Regions from separate parts of the Mus musculus genome. Here region 1 is linked to region 2. Evidence: chromatin contacts called from public promoter capture Hi-C data. All regions are on one chromosome and are shown on one strand. The core of a region is the stretch at or near the end of the contact, and the rest is flanking DNA. Distances in the headings are between cores, read along the strand shown. Region 1 holds the start of 2610044O15Rik8 (RIKEN cDNA 2610044O15 gene). Region 2 holds the start of Coa6 (cytochrome c oxidase assembly factor 6).

What was found. Promoter capture Hi-C pulls out the DNA fragments that hold promoters and counts their contacts.
Region 1: a promoter capture Hi-C map of liver shows a contact between it and region 2, with 3 times the contacts expected there. The contact joins the promoter of 2610044O15Rik8 here to the promoter of Coa6 in region 2. A contact is called at or near these places in 2 of 39 promoter capture datasets (liver and pre-B cells).

The regions. Positions count from the first base shown.
Region 1 is chr8:129,229,604-129,235,355 of GRCm38.p6, forward strand. It overlaps 2610044O15Rik8 (RIKEN cDNA 2610044O15 gene), which reads right to left and starts at 4,443. Exons shown (of 5, transcript NM_153780.3): 1 at 4,302-4,443. The coding sequence starts at 4,304.
Region 2 is chr8:126,420,540-126,426,373 of GRCm38.p6, forward strand. It overlaps Coa6 (cytochrome c oxidase assembly factor 6), which reads left to right and starts at 1,962. Exons shown (of 2, transcript NM_174987.4): 1 at 1,962-2,291; 2 at 4,464-4,896. The coding sequence starts at 2,148. The coding sequence ends at 4,559. It overlaps Gm51604 (a long non-coding RNA gene), which reads right to left and starts at 1,831. Exons shown (of 2, transcript XR_003947620.1): 1 at 1,730-1,831. It also overlaps a transcript of Tarbp1 not described here.

The sequences.
Region 1 (5,752 bases), core at 3,193-5,692, 2.8 Mb after region 2:
CAGTAACAACAATTAAAGCAAAATGTGGCCATTAATTTGAAAACAAGAAGTGGTCAATGGGAGGTGAGTGAAAAGAAAGAAATGAAAAGGAAAAGACATGGTTTCTCCTAGTTATGGTTTAGGAGAAATTTTATTATTGATAAAAGGGAGAATATAGCAAGACATGGGGACATCTGGGAAACTTCAGAGTGGGGATGACCCAAGCTAAGTAAGCAGAGAGGGTACAGGGTAGAGGGTGAACCAGATCAAGAGTTCTAGACAAGGGACTGAGGTATACACTTTACATATCAAAGCAGACCTGGCCTCCAGGTTTTCCCAGCACCCGTCAGTCCCTGTCTGGCATAACCTGCCCCCAACTTTGAACTTTCCAGCCCAGAGTCTGGGCTGCCTTCTCCCAGAGGCTCTTTCCTATATGATCCAGACATTGTGGTCTCCTCTTGCTCTTTCCCTTCCCTTCTCTCTCTGTGCACACAACCTAATGTCTTTCTACTGTCAAAACAGGAAAACTCCCACTTTCTTTCCTCCACAGCCTTTCTGTGCTGTGACTTCACCAACTTCAAAACTGGTCGATGAATTCAATTGTTACACAGGTCCCTCTTTAGCTGTAATTCTCAAAAAAAGCCATAGAGGATAGAGGACTGTCATTCACTAATGCCTTTTCCTTCACACTGAGCAATAGGGCCCAGCCTGAAAGGTGTATGACTCTCCTGAAGTCACAGTGCAGCAGACCCAGGATTAGGTCTTCAAAGCAAGTCTTAACTACATATAATGACCAAAGTCTCAGCTACGAATACACTGCTCTAAACAGAAACAAATATCAAAGCCTCTGAGCAAAAGGAATGAAATTTTTAATGATGAGGAAACTTTGGAGAATAGAAACAAACAAGAGATTACAGCTGTTATACATAAAGAAAATAAAATTCAAAAAGTAATACCAGCAATTAACTTTTTAAAAAGATAAATATACTTGAAAAAACACATAGGTATACTAACTTTGAAAAAGAGCAGACATACCTGGTAGAGAGAATGGCACTAATAAGACCTTGTTCCTATGTGCAATGTTACTGCTGACAAACACAGCACAGCCAATGGTTTATGGCTCAAATTTCTGAGCTGACTTAACTGTAGCAGTGAGCATTCCACATACCTCCACAGGACAACATTGGTAATTCAATATTCACTGGCTCAAGTCAACATACCCAAATTATTCACCCCTGCAATCTGCTCTGTTTTTTTCACATACATGAATTAATACATGCTAGGAAATTACACAATCACTCATCCTGCTTGTATCAGATCTTTCTTCATAATGGTGCCCCCTGCAGCTGACCCCCTTAAACTTTAATCTGTGATGTAGCTATTGCCTATACTATTTCACTGTGCAGTGCACACAGTTCCTCATGTTCTGGTCTGAAGGCAGAAGCCATGCTTCACATGCACATCCTTTTCCTGTTGCTGCAATGGGCAGTTCACTACATGACTCCAATGGGTGATTTTAAAACTCTCTTGGGGTACAGCCTTTTAACTAAAGAATTTAGGAAGTTTAATCAAGAGGCAAGCAAGGTCATTTCCACGGGGAGCAACAGACCGGCAGCAAGGTGACCTGAGTCAACAAAGCTTTTTTTGGAAACATCTTTCTTAAAGGCTGAAAATACAGTTGTCTTAGACTTAACATGCCTTCCCAGGGAGAAATCACTCTATACAAAATTAAAGATTACTTTTTAAAAAATCTCTATAATGATAGCCCAAACTCAGCTCTGTCTAATGCTCTTTTAGGATTAGGCTTCATGTTATAGTTTGGACAGTTTAAATAGGGACAGGAGACCGCAAGTCTAGTCAACGAGGTAGATGGGAGATTTTTTACAGCAAAGATATTCCAGAAACTATTTCTTAAGTACACCAGTGCCCTAATACAAAGGTTGGTTCTTCAGTGACAGGGGCCTAAGTCCAAGGTCCCAGAGGATGAAAAAGCCAAAAAGTAGAAGGTAGAATGTATAAAAGTGTGCTGGAGAGATGGCTTTGCAGTTAAGAATGCCAACTGCTCTTCCAAAGGTCCTGAGTTCAATTCCCAGCAACCACATGGTGGCTCACAACCATCTGAAATGGGATCTAATGCCCTCTTCTGGTGTGTCTGAAGAGAGCAATCTCATATATATATATAATGTTTTTAAAGAAAAAAAAAAGAGCCAGGCGTGGTGGCGCACGCCTTTAATCCCAGCACTCGGGAGGCAGAGGCAGGTGGATTTCTGAGTTCGAGGCCAGCCTGGTCTACAGAGTGAGTTCCAGGTCAGCCTGGACTATACAGAGAAACCCTGTCTCGAAAAATCAAAAAAAGAAAAAAAAAAAAAAAGAATGAATAAAAGTTGTGATGGGGAGATCTTGCAGAAGCCATGTCTTGTGCTAAGTAAAGCTCTTAAGAATAGCATCCTGTATACTACTTACAGAGGGAAGATGGAAATAAATGGGAGACTTCTAAGAAGCTGCACAAGATTACTCCTTATCTCAAGAACATTAACCTGGGCAGTGGTGGTACACGCCTTTAATCCCAGTACTTGGGAGGCAGAGGCAGGCGGATTTCAAGTTCAAGTTCAAGGCCAGCCTGGTCTACAGAGTGAGTTCCAGGACAGCCATGGCTACACACAGAAACCCTGTCTCGAAAAACCAGAAAAAAATAAAAAAGAACATTACTGACCAAGCCTACAGTGGCCTTACGACTAATAACCATAGCCCCACATGGCAGAAAGAGTTGGGTTCTGAGGATATAAATTGTCATGAAGGCCTTGGCCCCAGACCATTACCAGCTCTCCCAAGGATATTCCTGGCTTTAGAAAAGGAGCTCTATTTTATTCTCAATACATTGTAGCCATAGCAAAAGCTCCCAAGGCCTAGGCCCCAGTCCATTATTGGCTCTGCCAAGTATGTTCCTGGATTTGAGAAGGAGTTGTCATTCTTTATTCATGAGGGCTTTAGGGAAAGACTTACTTGATAAGGCTAGCCCTCCATACAACAGTGTTTCTTTCTTTCTTTCTTTCTCTCTCTCTCTCTCTCTCTCTCTCTCTCTCTCTCTATTTCTTCTTAATTGTTTTATTTATTTACATTCCAAACATTGCACCACTATCTGGTCCCCCCTCTCAGGATGTTTTACCTATTCCCCCTTCCCTTTGCCTTTGAGACCATGCTCGATCACCCCATCTCCACTCCTCTCATCCACTCACCCACCACCACCTCACCTTCCCCATTCTCCTTCCTTAGGGCATCATGTCTCTACAAGATTAGGTGTATAGTCTCCCACTCAGTACAGGCAATGCAGTCCTCTGCTACATATGTTCCTGGGACCATGGGCCAGCCCATGTATGCTCTTTGGTTGATGGCTTAGTCTTTGTGAACCACGAGGGATCTGGGTTATTTGATTCCCCTAACTCTTCCATAGGGGTCCCTGACTGGAGTCCATTGGTTTGCTGTAAGTATCTGCATCTGTCTCAGTTGCTGATAGAGCCTCTCAGAGGACAACCATGCTCGGCTCCTGTCTGCAAGCACATAGGTGTTTTTCCTTCTCAAATGGATGTCAACCAGTGTAGTCTTTCCCATGTGGCAGAACTATGCTTTTCCCAATTAGAAAATGGGGATTTCAGGCACACCAGTCCTTAATGTTGGTTGTGACTCTAATGACAGATTGAGCAGCTTGTTACAGACCTGCTTTTTGCTATGAGCATGTGCCAAGTGGCTGGTTGTACAACACAGTTGCCTCCTTTGTTATGGTTTGGAGCCAGATGTTTAGACAAACCTGGTGAGCAAACATGTGAATCCTAGCTTCCTAGTCTCTAACCGGCCTGCTTATCATACTAATCTGTGGGGTGTTTTTGATGCAGTCCTCCATCAGCTAAATGCTACTTACTGTCATTATTTCCTAAGCTTGGTAAATCCTTTACATCATCAATTCTACTCTTCTACATCTCAGCTTAATATGGGAGTGCTATCCAACACATGAGATGCCTTTTAACAGCTCTACAAAATTAACTACAAATGGATCTTACACCTAATAGATAAATGCTAAGGGCAAAACTTATATAAGATTCAAGAGAAACTAGGGCTCTCCAAGTTTGGCATCTTGCTCGTGATATTTCTACAAGCAAGCCCCTAGTCCAAATGTTTTTAGATTCAGCCCTGATACTGATGTTATTCAGAGTTCACCGCCTGTTTTAGCAAGTGAGGAGCATCCAGCCCAGAGAAGATCCACCACCTCAGCTCGCACTGCTCAGCCACCCGCCCCTGCCCATTATAGACAGTAACCCTGCGCTTACCATGTTTCAAAAACGGAGCTTACTTGAGGTCCCCTCAAAGCACCCAACAACATCGCTCAAAGCAGGATACAGAGAACCATTCAAGCCCGCACTGCCAAAACAAATTTCTAGCAAGGCAGCCGAAGAACCCGCCTCATTGTCTGACTGGCAGTTCCGCAGGGGAGCCTTGATTGGCCAGTGAGCCTTACCCCTCCTCTAGGTTAAAGTGTGCTTCCTGTCCCGGGCCAGACCTTTTACAGATCCCGGGAGTGGTTTGCATTCCGGTAGCATTTGTGTCTGTCCACCAAGTTTGGCATCTTGCTCGTGATATCTCTCGTCCCATGCAGCCCTGGAAGAGGACCCACCGTTGCAGCTCCGGCCATCCGCCTGCTTCTCCCCTTTGTGGGCAGTGATCTCACACTCACCATGTCTCAACTTCGGAGCTTGTTTGAGGTCCCCTCACAGCACCCAATCAGGACGGAAAGAACCATTCAAGCCTGCACAGCCGAAACAAACATGCAGCAAGCCACCCGGAAGAACCCTCCTCATTGTCTGACTGGCAGGTCCGCCTGGGGGCCTTGATTGGCCAGTGAGTCTTACCCCTCCTCAAGGTTAAATAGAGTTTCCAGTCCTGGGTCAGACCTTTTCCAGATCTCAGGTCTGACTTGCACTCCAGTAGCTTTTGTGCCTATCCTCCAAGCCGTGGGAGAGGACACAGCATTTCAGCTCAGGCTCTTTAGCCGCCTGCTCCTCCCCTTTGTGGGCAGTGATCCTGCACTCACCATGACCTCCTTCGTAGCTTGCTTGAACTTTCTTCACAGCACTTCCCCTTCTTGAAGGTATCTGATAGCCTGTTACTGAACTTGGAGTGCAGGTATCAATCTGGCCCACCGGTGGAAGGATGCCCAGGATATTAACATTAAAGAGGATTTTAGGAAACAAGAGTTTTGTTTTGTGGCTTCATGCTGGGCTCAGGGAAACTGCAGCTCCTTTTCACCAAAAAGGTATGAAACAACCTTGGGAGAAAACCAGAAAACATGACAAACAGTAGAGCACTATTGTTAGCCAGCACATCTTCCTCAGTGGCAAGGTGGAGAAAAACCACAGTTGTCTTAGTATAGAAAAACGTACCTCATCTCATAGGATTAATTTCTCTGTGTATGTAGAAAGGGGATTTAATAGAATGTCTTACAGACAGTGGTCCTCCTAGTCCAATAATAGCTGAGCAGATTCATTGCCAAGGGAAAGTAGAAAAATCAAGGACTTGTTGAGTTCACATTGCTTGATATCTCAGTGGATCTTGAGTACTTCCCAGAATTCTGAAGAAATAAGTACTTACTAATGCCAGTTTCAAAACAAAACAAATGAATGAATAAACAAAACACCTTGCTAAAAAATGTAGGGAAGGAAGTAGACAATTTGAAAGAACTTCCCTGTTTAATATCCAGTAAAGCCTCACTAAAAACAAATAA
Region 2 (5,834 bases), core at 712-3,211:
TCTCTTGGGCCAATTACTTATTCTATTAAAACCTGGGCACACACATTCATGCAGAAAAACATAAACAAAACATGTGCATGGCTAAAAAAGTGCTTAGAAAGCAAACGCCCAGGTCTAGGAGCAGAACCCAAAGGCTTCACATTCAGTCTCTGTGTGCCCTTCCTGATCAAATCTCTCCTAGCCCTAGAGACAGTTGTGATAATCTTTGCTGCCCTTTATGGTTTTACTATTTATGTATTTATCCTTAATACTGTAGTGGATATGAGTATCTGCATTTATTGCTGTGGTTACCAGTGAGAATATCGTGAGTATCTGCATATATTGCTGTGGTTACCAGTGAAGATGTCTGTCAATATCTGCATATATTACTGTGGTTACCAGTGAGAATATCAGTATCTGCATATATTGCTATGATTACCAATGAGGAAGTCAGCATCTGCATATATTGCTGTGGTTACCAGTGAGGATGTCTGTCAGTATCTCCATAGATTGCTGTGCTAACCAATGAGGACGTCAGTATTTGCATATACTGCTGTGGTAACCAATGAGGATTCAGTATCTGCATAGACTGCTCATTTTCTCAGCAGTGTTGCATCTGTCTTGTGCACCTTTAGAGAAGGAAAGGGTTTCTATGTCTTACGGTTTGTAGGTATAGTGAATGCCTGCACTGCAACTTGTCTTTTCTGTCCATTTCATGATGCTGTTTGGGTTTGTGTAGATGAGTGGGGCTAAAAAAAAACCTTTTCAAGGCTGCATGCATGTAGTACCCCCATGCATACAAAATAATAAATTTTTAAAAATTAATTTTCAACCCCTAAATCATATTTTCTCATACAGGTCCACCAGAGTTTTGAATAGGACTTTTTTTTTTTTTTAATATATTGGCAAGACACTGGGGAACATACAATGCATAATGTCTAACACCTTCAACAAAGTCTTGGATGGCTCCCATAATCATGTACATTAATCCTTCTACAGCAAACCCTCTTAGTTAAGTGAGACATATAAAGCATTATCACACCATTTTATCCCTCTCCCTCCTCTTCCTCTCTCTTATAAATCAATGAGTTCCAAGGAGTTTGTTATTTCAGAGTTGGGGAGGTTCTGTAACTAGTACAAGTTAACAGTAGCAAGAATACAGGTAGAATTTAATTAGTAAAAGTCGAGAGGAACCTCCTGGAGGAACTATCTGGAATTTGTCTGTAGAAGGATTTTCAGTGCAAATTTAAATTTCTACTAGCACCATCTCTCTAGAAACTGTACACTTTGCTAAACTTCATTTGTTTATAAGAGCCTCACTTTCTTGTCATCTACAGAGCTAAACTTCACTACTGAAATTGCTACTGTTATTTCAGTTTCCAATGAATTCTTGATTATGACGGTCGGGAAGAGATATACAGACAGCTGTGGCTGGCTGCGAACATCACTGCTTTTATTTCCCATTTCATTCATGTCTGCTCTTGATGTACCATTATGCACAGTCATAATTGCAGCCATATCGATAAAATGAGATAAATATACGAGACAGGGTTTCTCTGTGTAGCCCTGGCTGTCCTGGAACTCACTTTGTAGACCAGGCTGGCCTCGAACTCAGAAATCTGCCTGCCTCTGCCCCGCAAGTGCTGGGATTAAAGGCGTGTGCCACCACGCCCGGATACCTTTTTATAACCTGACATTGATAAAAGGCACAGGGAACCTCTAGCATGGCCAACCTCAGCTTCACCCTCACCCAGAGTCGGCGCTCTCCGGCGAGCTATCCCCTTCTCACCACACTCTGAGAACGGAGCTTGGTGCCGGCTCGGCCGCCTCCGCCAATTCCGGGTCCCTCTTCAGCCAATCAGGGCAGCCGCAGCTACAGAGGGCGGTACCAATCAGATATTAGTTTCCGCCCATAGGCCACGCCCCTGGTGCCGGAAATTATCCGCCGGAGAAACGGACTCGGCCGGAAGTCCCGCCCTTCTATTTGCAAACGGAGGCCGGGGCAGGTCAATCGGCGGCGGGTACTTTCGCAGTGAGTTTCCCTGTGCAGTCGGTGGACCTGCGGGGCGACACCGCCGTGCGGGAACCACAGTCCACACCGCTCTCCCACGTAGGCTGAGCCCCGGTCGCATGTTGCGTGGCTTCCCGCGTGACCACTGCAGGCAGGAATGGCAGCCCCTTCCATGAAGGAAAGGCAGGCATGCTGGGGTGCGCGCGACCTGTACTGGCGCTGCCTGGACGACAACGCGGAGGACGCGGCCCGGTGCCAGAAGCTGAGGAGCTCGTTCGAGGCCAGCTGCCCCCAGCAGTGGGTAAGTCCCGCGGGGTGCAACACATCCCTGCGCGCACCCTCACCTTAGGGTGGGTTTTGAGGAGCAAGGTCACGCGTTGGAAGTCACCAGTTAGTTGGTATTACTGGAGAAAATGACAGCGCTACCAGACTCTGGAGAAGGGACCTGGTGGTACAGCGCTGTGACTTCTGCAGGCGTCCATAGCCTTTCTCACAGCTCCTCCCCTAGAGCCTGGTCATATTAAGCAGTCTGGCTCACTCAGTATTAGTTCTTCCCTCTCTTCGCCTTGTCCCAGCCTCTGTCGACTCCTATAAAGACTGAGAGGTGTGTCCAAAGACACTCGTGCATGAGAGGGTGGGGAGGAGATGGAGGATCATGGGAATGTGTTCTGAGAGAGACACTTGGATTCATTCGCTGGGATTTTAAATTCAGCCTTGGGAGGTCTTGCATCCAGATTTATGCCGCGGGAGTCATGCATCAGAGGAGAAACATTTCTCCAGGATGAAGCAGCCTCTGTAGTGGAGGATTCGAACTAAGATCCTGAAGTGTACGTGTACTCTGCTCTACAGCGGTCCTATGAGAAAGATGTGGGCATGTGCTATGCAGGGACAAGAGAACCACAGCTCAGGGTGGCTGGTGCACCCACAGGTTCGGGAGGAGAAACACCCTAAGAGGTGCTGAGTTCTGGACAAGCTGTTGTCAACACCAAAATACTGCTCTCGCTTCAAGGGCTAGTCTGTTTTGTAGCCAAATATGAGTGACTGGCTCAGGAACAGAGTATGAGGTTTTCCCCAGATACCATTTGGCAGAAGTTTTATGCAGTCTTATGGAACAGAACAAACGGTGGAAACAAAAGGTAAGTTTGTTACAGCAAAGGAAGCCTTCTGGTTGGTGGAAGCCAGTGGTCTGTTAAAACATTACAGAAGGTTTCACCTGTCACCAGGGTGTTATGTCAGTCACAGAAGAGGGCAAGGGATTAAGAGAGCTTAAGAGTAGAGAGAGCTAAAGACAGACCTGGCAGCAATCAAACCTCTCCGTAGTCACTCCCGTTCTGATCAATCAGTCCTGTAGAAGGTATGGCTTGTCCCACCCCATTTAAGTTGGGATGGAATGCCTAAATTACCTTTAAATGTAATTGTCTCTTGGGGCATTGATCCTGACAGATGTTACAATAATTTGCCACAAAATGTGAGGGATATCATATGCTTTTTAATCTTATATCCTTTATGCAACACCCATTCTAGTGCAGTTAGTTCAAGATTGACAGACAGACTGAACAGATTTATGAATACCATGTCAAATACAACAGAGGGACAGAGGCCATCAAACCAAAGGGACTTAAGGGGAGGGATGAGGCTTCAGAGGAAGCAGTGTTGTGACAGGCTTAGTGGAGCTGTATACAAACAGTTCCTTACCCACTCTGAACTGGGGTCCTGTTTCCCATGAAGTTAAAGATTGAACATCGTGTTCAGAAACTGTTTGAAACCTACACCTGGGTTGGCAGTCAGGGCTACCTTTGATACTCTGGGCCAGAGGGTGCGCCATTCAAATCTGCCTGTTATGCAAGAGAACACGATTTCTCAGTGAACAAGGCGGGGGGGGGGGGGGGTCCATTAGGGCATACACTGAAGGCTTTTAACAAGAGCAGCATTTTCTAGTCTCACAGTGCACATGTTGGGGGGGAGGGGGTGTCCTGCATTTGTCCTGTCTACAGGTGCTGGGTCAGTATCACACCCCATGAAGAGAGAGGAAGCTGTGAATAAAAACCCCAAATCTTCATAATGTGACTAGTTAGTCATTTGTCTGCCTCCCCAGATGTGTGTGCTTCTAGATAAAACAGAGTTGAGAAAAATGCCAGGGGCAATAACTTATTCGACACACTGAACCTATAGCCAGCAATCATCTGTAAAACTGAAAGTTTCCTGACCTACTAGGCCCCAGTGTGCATAAAACTGTTTCATAAGTTCCCAGGTCGTTTGGACACTAAACAGAAACACTAGTCATGAAGGATAGACTCCTGGTTCTTCAGGCTTCTTAGAAGCTGACTAGACTCCTGACTCAGGATTCCAGAATACAAACTACCATCCTGCTTCAGTATCATTGATAATGAGTAACATGCTACGTTTAAATCTGTGCTTTTGATTCCCTAAGCTGTGTAACTTGCTCTAATGTCAGGCCTTTTTATCTCCATAGATAAAATATTTTGACAAAAGAAGAGACTACTTAAAATTCAAGGAAAAATTTGAAGCAGGAGGATTCCAGTCTTCACAGTCGACTGAAAATTCCTAGGCTCTTTCTGGACTTTCACACAAGTGGAATTTACTCCTCTGGACTTGCAGAAATGATTCCAGGACAAAAGCAGCTTGAGTCACAGTGTGTATCAGCACTTGTTCTCTGTAAACAAGAGTTACTAAATTGTTGGAATAGCAAAAGATCTCATCATCCAAACTATGAAGGACTGCCTTAATTAAAGTGAGGGATCTATTCTAAGAAAAAGCATAAAATCATTATATAAAAAGTTTATTATAAAAATACATTGTTTATTTTCCTTTCCCCCTTTGGAATAAGAGCTGCATATTAGGCAAATATAGTTGCACATAAAATAAATAAAAACTAAGATAGGTTATTCTGCGTGCTTCTGGCAGTTAGCACTTTAATACAAAAACTACACAATGAAGTTGGATGAAGTTAACTAATCAATGGGTTAACATTTGTTCAAATGTCCTCAGTGATCAGACAATACCTGGGTTGCTACCTACTTCAGTAAGACAAAGAAGAAATAACTATGTAGATTGGGAAGGGAAAACTGGGTCTATTCAAAGATGATTAAGAAAATGCCTAAGGATGCGCTCACAAATATGGAGATAATACTCACAAGTCACATATTTCTTTAAGAACTTGAATCCAGAATTAAAAAACAAAAAAATACCTCATGATTCTTGATAAGATAACTGATCCCATTTAAAAAGTGGGCAAAAGGAGCCTCCTTATCATTAAATATTAGAATAATGGAAATTAATGCCATACTGCTGTGTCACTAGATACCAGTTAGAATGGCTTCGATTAAAGTCTGACAATACCAAGTGATGACAGGGATGCAGAACAAGACACTCTTGGTGATACTGTAAACTAGGAAAGCCCTCTACAGAGGTTTTCAGTCAAACATGCTGACCTTTAAACCCACAAGCCCCACTCCTAGCTACCTCAGCAAATGAACTGAAAGCAAAGCCTGCAGCATCACTCAAGTCATTTAAAACCAGATGCCTATGGCAGGAGGAGTACTCTATCCCATTGATGGATGGAATACCAACAACACAAGCAAAGACCTGGATGAGCTGGGAATGCACTCGGCTACCTGAAAGAAGCCAGACTGATAATGTAGGTTATGTCAGACCACAGGAGTGGCATCTGGAGGAAGTGGGGGTGTGGAGATGTGGTGGTCTATGTTTGAAACACTGTTGCAGATCAAAACTTCGGGAGATATTTAAGTATTACTCAAAGGATTCCAGGGTTAGCAAGTTCCTTGCTGGACAATGATAATGATTACCATTGAATAATGCACTT